Regions from separate parts of the Zea mays genome. Here region 1 is linked to region 2. Evidence: chromatin contacts called from public Hi-C data. All regions are on one chromosome and are shown on one strand. Each heading gives the region's core, a stretch centred on a gene start, on an enhancer-like site or on the middle of the called end of the contact. The rest is flanking DNA. Distances are from core to core; before and after follow the strand shown. Region 1 holds the start of LOC100382085 (calcium ion binding). Region 2 holds the start of LOC100282681 (chaperonin).

Region 1 (3,823 bases), core at 279-2,778, 290 kb after region 2:
TTACTGTTAGTGTGACAAATCATTGTTACTCCATCCAATTCAGCAGGCTCAAACACCATGGAGTCCATTGCGCCAATGTGGTCTCAGAAACGACCTAATGCTTGTAAGAGCCAAGAACGTCGTGTCGTGCTTGGGTTGTATCCTCGACCCGTAGGGTTGGTCCGGCCCGATACGACTATATTTTTTTATTTTACAAAAAATGTATATACATATATATAGAATTTATATTCAATATTAAAAACATTTGAGCATGATGTTCAATTGGTTAGACAGTTTTACCGAGTGTCTCCCGCCCTACTTCCGTCAGGGCATGGGTTCGAACCCCACCTCCTGCACCGCGTTTTTAACATTTTACGCTGATTTAATCAAATGAGCCGACGACCATCTATAGGCGTGTCGTGGATTAATTTAAAATAGCTGTGACGGGCTGCCTGGGCTAGAGTTGTGGCCCGTGAGGCGTCTAGCCCGTGCCGGGCCGCCGTTTGGCCATCTATAGGCGTGCCGCGGATTAATTTAAAATAACTGTGACGGGGCTGCCTGGGCTAGAGTTGTGGCCCGCGAGGCGTCTAGCCCGTGCCGGGCCGCCGTTTGACCATCTATAGGCGTGCATCGGATTAATTTAAAATAGCTGTGAGGGGTTATTTGTGTATAGTATAGAGTATAGATATGAGCCTTTTCGTGCCTCTATATGGGTCATTTCGTGCCTGCCTTAAACGGGTCGTGCTCATGCCCACCCATGGACCGTGACCTCGGTCCAAACCCGGCTCGATATATCAGGCCGTGCCGGCCCGCCACTAAAATATTTCGGGTCGTACCATGCCTGGGTCATGCCTTTTTTCTGTGCTTCGGGCTACCTATACATACGGTCAACGCATAAGGCTGACATGAATATGGTGAGCAGGTTAACCAATCAGGTGGTGTAATTTTTTTGTTGGCCGGATGAACCTTACATCCCGCGCACGTATTCTCTAACTAGATAATCTCTCTCTTCTCCTCGTTGGCTGGCAGTTAGGCGTGGATACGTAAGAGAGGTGAAAATAAATAATAGAATATATGTGGTAATTGATATAGTATAAATATTTTGAGTAAATATGACTACGAATAATTATGAAATAGGGTAGAGAATTTTACTGACTAATGGGGTATTTGGTTTCTAGGGACTAATGTTTAGTCCCTCCATTTTATTTTATTTTAGTTTTAAAATTGTCAAATATAGAAACTAAAACTTTATTTTAGTTTCTATATTTAGTAATTTATATACTAAAAAGGAATAAAATGAAGGGACTAAATATTAGTCCCTAGAAACCAAACACCCCATAAGATGAAATATTTTTTAGGGTAGAAATTTAAAGTTCTGGACAGCCTAATCCTTATTTATATACTACTCCGTAGTCCGTACAATAATACCCACGGTGGCCGACTGGTTTCAGACGTTCGATTAATTTTGAACGGCCTACCATCTCCATTGGCATCCACATCCGTGACAGACTGACAGCCCTTGACACTGGTCCTGGTCCCAGCCCTCCCTCGCACTCCTATGGCGATCCCTCCCCGGATCACGGCGGCCGGTGGCGGCGGTCGCAAGACGAGGGTGCCGCCGCTCCCACCGGCGAGAACTCTCCTGACAGCCTTTGCCGCGGCGGTGGCGCTGGCTATCCTTTGCTTCCTCTCCTCGTCCCCCACCGCCACGCTGTCGGGTTCATGGAGATCCGGGGCCAGAAGCGGTGACAAGTACCTCTACTGGGGCAGCCGCGTGGACTGCCCCGGCAAACACTGCGGCTCCTGCGCGGGGCTCGGGCACCAGGAGTCCAGCCTCCGCTGTGCTCTCGAGGAGGCCCTTTTCCTCGGCAGGTAAGTAATAACTAATAACTACCTTACTGTGCTTATGCTCACTGGATAGTTCCTCTTTCTTTTGGATTAGCTCAATTTTCATCTAGTTGAAATTCGGAATGTGGAGACTAGAAAACTGATGCTAGAAGCCTAGAAGGAAGATAGGTCATGCTAATGTCTTGAACCGGCTAATGTGCTGCTGGTTTGTGACTACACAAGAAAAAAATGGCAAAACTACTGACTTTTGTCTCATTGCAGAATATTTGTGATGCCCTCAAGAATGTGCCTAAGTTCACTGCATAACACCAAGGGAATTATCCAAAATGGTGCAACTACAAAACAGAGGTTTTTGCTTCTTAGCCACATCTGTCTCTCAGTTGTGTTACCACAATGAAGTTTGCATATTTTACTATCTAAAGCAAGTATTTTGTAGATGGGAAGAAAGTTCATGTGCAATGGAATCTCTATATGATATAGATCAGATCTCAAGAACAGTACCAGTTATTCTGGACAACTCAAAAAACTGGCACGATATAGTATCAAGAAGCATGAAACTAGAAGTGGGAGGTGTGGCACATGTGCAAGGAATTAGCAGAGGTGAACTCAAACAAAATTCCATATACTCAACAGCTCTCATAATAAATCGCACTGCAAGTCCCCTTGCTTGGTAAGCGCACAGGTTCTTGTAGTGCCATTGTGGCCTTGTTTTTACTTCACTTGGACTTTAGCAATGCATGTGCTAATTTTAATCTATTATTATGTCCAAGCATTAACCTCATATCTGAAATATAGGTTTATGGAGTGCAAGGATCGCAAGAATCGTAGCTCAGTGATGTTATCCTACAACTTTTTGCCAAGTATGCCAGCGGAAAAACTGAGGAATGCAGCAAATAAGGTATCTTTTCTCACCTATCATGTTAATGCAGTCTGACAAGTACTTGAGAAATGGACTGGTTATGTTTCTGTTTCTTTTCCTCAATGTTTTGGTCATGTTCATAATTTCATATTCTTAGGGGTTTATTGTTTCTTGTTGGAACGATTTCACCCAGTTATTTCATACAATCCTTAAGCTGCACTGGCCTTAAATTACCATTTGATGTTATACCTAAAGTGCAGAATTACTGCTGCTAATTGAATCCTGACATTTGATTTGATAAATGTCTGATGACTTAAGTTTATCCATTCAAAACATAGTGTAAGTTCTGCAATTGCTGTTGTTTTGATGTTGCAACCATAAAGCAAAGCATATAACCAGCACCCTGCAGGTATAGCTACCGGTTTGTCTACTTCTGCTCTTTCTTGTGCCAAGTCATTAAAATGATATGCCAAGGCTGCACAGACTTCTGACTGGGCAAAAAGAGAACTTAGCTCAAGGCACATGCCTAGAGACATCTATAGATTTGTAACTTGTCAAGCATACATCAGATTTGGAAGTATGTTTAGCATACATCATCTTTGGAAGTTTGGTTTTGGATACTTGTTAATTCTCCTTTACATAAGTTCTTAGACCAAGCCATTCTCTCTTTTGTTATGTTCAGTAATATACATTGCAGGCTATGATGCAGCCCCTAAATCAGTTCCTCCATTTCAGATGAAAGAAATACTTGGTGATTATGATGCTATTCATGTGAGACGTGGTGATCTATTGAAAAATCGGAAAGATAGATTTGGTGTTGAACGGAGCCTTCATCCTCATCTAGACAGAGACACCCGACCTGAGTACATTAGAAAAAGAATTGCACAATGGATTCCACCAGGTCGAACATTATTCATTGCATCAAATGAAAGAACTCCAGGCTTCTTTTCCCCTCTGTCAGACAGGTACTATCTGCACTATTTTCTCATTTCTCTGTCCAACTAGAATTTCTGGCGTTGTTTAAATTAGCATCTATTTTCCTGTTGCATCCTAATGCATTGCAGTGCACTTCTGGGTAAGTGCACTTGGAAAGCTGTTCTCATTCTTGTTATTATTAAGGATTACTTAAATAAATTA
Region 2 (4,257 bases), core at 283-2,782:
TGCTAACCGCCTGGGCCAAGTAAGTGACTAAACCAGTTGGGCTGACTATTTCCGGAAAAATCCGATGGTTAATTTCGGAAAATTCCGACTAAATCCGGTAACCGAAGGAAACGGTCGGTAAAGTGCTAAACCGATTCCGATACTGTTTCCGACAAAGAATTCCGATTACTGGTTTCATTTCCGAACAATACCATTACCGACATATCCGATCAAAAAATTTCGAAAATGGTTTCCGGAATTCCGAAAATTTCCGAAACCGTTTTCATCCCTAGTTCAAACTACTAAAATTACCATCCAGAATAGCAGTTTAAACGTAACGTTTCAAATGCATGGTTCTTGAATTCTTTGATTTCTGCGTACAGAGAACAGCAAAGGGATAGGAGAGAGAACATAGTGCCAAGTCAAGATGACATGCATATGTTAACATACTCTTTTTCTGCAAGCTTCACTTCTGTCCCACCGTACTCCGGAAGCAGAACAGTGTCGCCTTCGCTCAGAGATACAGGGATCAGCTTGCCATCCCTATCACGATCACCAGGGCCAACAGCAACGACTTTAGCGGCGTTCAGCTGCATTCAGAATAAAGTGATATGTTAGGCCTAAAAGAGGCAGGAAAACTAAAAACCCATGATAAAAAACAGTCCACAGACAACTAAAGCTAAAAAGGAAATACCTTGATTTAATATATTTGAACTCACGCAACCTACATACTGAGCATGTATGGATATTGCAGCGAAATTCACAGGCAGATCGCCCTGACAGTATTATTCTAGAGGCTGCTACAAGCTACGGCTGCATAAAACAAATGCAGAAACAAAAGTGCACACTCCCGTACTTATCAAAGCGATAAGGGCGTAAGGCAAGGCGTGGCAAGTTTGTCAACTCATTCAGTCATGAGAATACGAATTCTACCCAATGAAACTTCATGGATTCACGCCAGGAGCCACCAACAAGTTCATAGAATACGAATTCTAGCAGGTAATCTTCTCATGAGAATATTGTTAATGCTGATTTCGATTCTAGTCTAGTGCACAGCACAGCATCATCGACACAAACCTAAAACCTTTTCCCCAAAAGATAGACTGAATGAATTGACGCAATTTCTTTCCCCTCACTGGCACCCGCCGCGATCTCAGCTCCCCGAACTAGATCTACAATACAATTTGAAGAAACCGACCCACAATGTCCACTGATGTACATGTACATGTACAAGACAAACCACGCGGGATGGAGATACAGCAAAAAAGAGGAATAGAACATGGAGATGCAGCAAAGAGAGGAACAGAGCGAGATCCAAATACTTTACCTGCTTGGTGGTCTCCGGGAGGAGGATGCCACCGGCGCTCTTGCTGGGCTTCAGCAGCTTCTCCACCAGAACCCGGTTCAGCGACGGGATCAGACGCTTCGCCATAGCCGCGAGGAGGTCTTGCGCTTGAGATGCGGTGTTGCGGTGGCTATACCGTAGCCGCGGCTCGCCAGGGTTTAGGGTTTGACTGCGGCCAAGGGTAGGAAGGGAAAAGGTATGGGGTGTTTGGTTTGAGGAATCAAACCATCCAAATTAAGGTGGTGCATCATGAATTCAATCCTCAAATTTGGTGGGATGACCACATTCCTCATATTAGTACTAACAAACTAACTATGAGGAATAAGGTGATGATGGATCAACTCATTCCATTCCACAAACCAAACAAAAATAGTGAGGAGTAAGAAGATGATGGACTAGGTCATTCCTCAAACCAAACACCTCAGTAAAGAACACTATCGCCCTAAGAAGTTTTGTTTTTACTTTTTTCTGTAATCTGATTATCGTAGAATTATACGAGGACGAAGATAAAGAGGTTTATAGAATTTAGTATCTAGAAAATAATAGATTCTTACTGTTATGACGACTCGACTGATGGTATGTTCATGTTGATTTTAAATAGTTTCTCATAAAAATATGCTGGAAATATGGGTGTTTGCCGGTTCCCAATAGTTTCTGCTGGCCAAAAGCTAAAAATGATGAAACAAACGGGCCTTAATAGTATCGACCGCTAGCTGTAAGAATTTTTGTAGCCTATTATTTATTATTTATCTTATCTATATAGTAGTTAGCTTTTCATAGATCGTATTCGTAGTTGTAAGTTTACAACTCGCTTCTTCTTTATCCTCCTATCTCTCTTTCATCTTAGCATTTAACCATTCTTTTATTATACTTCTCTAAATTTGTAACATTGTATCATCTCGGTCCCTAAATTTTTAAAGTGCACATCTAAATTCCTACACTTATGAAGTTATATCGATCCGGCTCCTAAGCTCTTAACATGCACTTCTTGGTTTTTATATTTGTATGGTTATATTATCTGAGTGTCTAAACTTTGTGTCGTCAAAGGTCTAAACTATATGGACCTGTGACTACACCAAGAAAAAGTTTGTGTAGCAATTCTTTGAATTCTTTGAGCATACCAGGAATGAAGAACACTTGATCGTTTCGATCAGCATCTCTTGAACCAGAACACAACAGAAGACATAGCTCACTCAAATCAAACAGGGTAGCAGCATTTCGACAGTTGGGCATCGATCTTACCTCTCATTCCAAATCAGAAGTACAAAACAAATAAAAGCAACAATTCCATCGAACATTCTATGCATGATTAGGTACCTATCGTAGAAAGAATTGGCAAAAAAAAAGGCGACAAGAACTAAACAAAAGGAATCTGAAGAACTGGTGTGGTGTAGGCGTGTAGTGTAGTAGCACGCAGCTCGCTGAACCAGCCATCCTATCTTCTGTTGTGAAGTGGATTAGGCCCAGTGATGACCTCCCTCTTCTCCTCCTCGCCAATAATCGCATCTCCACCTTCCTTGTTGGCGTGCTCCATTAATCCATTCGCGAGCACCTCGCCATGGCGCCCCCGCCCCGCTAACATTCTTCTCCCTTGATGAAGCAGCCTCGCTGCAGCTCCTCCATGCTGATGACAAGAGCAAGGACACAAGCTCCTCCCTGCTGCTGCGCTCTCAGCCTTCGACATCAGCAGCAGAGATACAACTAGCAGCAAGGCTGCAGCAGCGATGAGCTTGAGCTCCTTCCTCCTGCCCGGCACCATCATCCTCGATCTGTCTGAATCTCTTTAACTAGCTAGCTAAGAGCGCATGAACGACGAGCTAGCTGATGGTATGATCAGTGTGGCTAAGCAAGATAGTAACTGGTTCAGTTAGAGTGTTAGACGGGATGGCATGAGCTTGCTGTTGTGTAGCAGTGGATTAGGTGCGCTGAAACCCTGGGGGAGGAGACAAAGCTGAGCTGTAATTGTTCGCTTGCCATCGATCAGGTTCTGCCCGGCGGGCCTCATTGGAGACTGCATGCATGCAAGGAAATTAAATTGCGTGCTTGGTCAAGGATTTCACTACTACTAGTCAAAGCACGCAATTAAGAGCCATTGATGGTGGCGAATCGAGATTTTAATAAACTATGGCGGTCACTAGTGCGTGCTCGACGTAGCAGTGTCAGTTTTGTCACAGCTCATCACAAGCTAGGACAAGTATGTACAGTGTTAGAACCCATGTTTTCCTTAGACTAAGGTTTGCCAATGTCTTTTATCTTCAGTTGCACAAGAAGAATATAGTATAGATAGGGATGGTAAGATGGCAACGGGCCCTAAATTTTAAGCTATGAATTTTAAGGATTAGATCGTATTTGGAGATCGAGCTATATTTCTATTCATTTTTTAATCGAGTTATATAATGTCACCTACACTCGGCAAAGGCTCCATCTCGGTTACCAGCCGCTGTAACGACGACTTTTCTTTGTCGAGTACCCTGTGACATAAAGTATTCGGTAAAGAAGTCGTTGCTGATGTACAGTTCATCGAGCTCTCTTTGCCGAGTGTCATAGTTGGCAAAGCCTTCACCGAGTGTTTTTTAGACTTTGTCGAGTGCTTCAGACATTCAACAAAGAGCCTGTTTTCGGTACTGTATATTTTTATTTATTTCTTAGATAAAATTAATTAATAGCTCAAACGGATCGTGAATAAATATTTGGACAGTGACCATTAGCACACCCCAGGATATAGATGAGCATAGGAGAATTCAGACAAGACAGGGTGTCCAATGTTTATTACTACTGAACTTCTGGGCACATGCATCCCTGCATCCTCGGATATGAACATGCAATCTGGGCTTTGTTTAGAATTGCAGGACGTGTTTGCAGAATTGCAGTCCTCCGTACTGGACCCTAGATCGACTCTGCGAGGGTTGGCTCCCTCGCAGGACCATCCATCC

What was found. A called contact is a pair of places that touch in the nucleus more often than the background predicts.
Region 1: a contact with region 2 is called in a Hi-C map of ear, with 2.3 times the contacts expected there. The contact joins the promoter of LOC100382085 here to the promoter of LOC100282681 in region 2. A contact is called at or near these places in 2 of 25 Hi-C or Micro-C datasets (ear and tassel).

Annotation. Positions count from the first base shown.
Region 1 is chr1:63,646,167-63,649,989 of Zm-B73-REFERENCE-NAM-5.0, forward strand. It overlaps LOC100382085 (calcium ion binding), which reads left to right and starts at 1,529. Exons shown (of 7, transcript NM_001174848.2): 1 at 1,529-1,851; 2 at 2,089-2,175; 3 at 2,264-2,497; 4 at 2,623-2,725; 5 at 3,422-3,651. The coding sequence starts at 1,538.
Region 2 is chr1:63,356,326-63,360,582 of Zm-B73-REFERENCE-NAM-5.0, forward strand. It overlaps LOC100282681 (chaperonin), which reads right to left and starts at 1,533. Exons shown (of 3, transcript NM_001159127.2): 1 at 1,307-1,533; 2 at 430-569. The coding sequence starts at 1,411.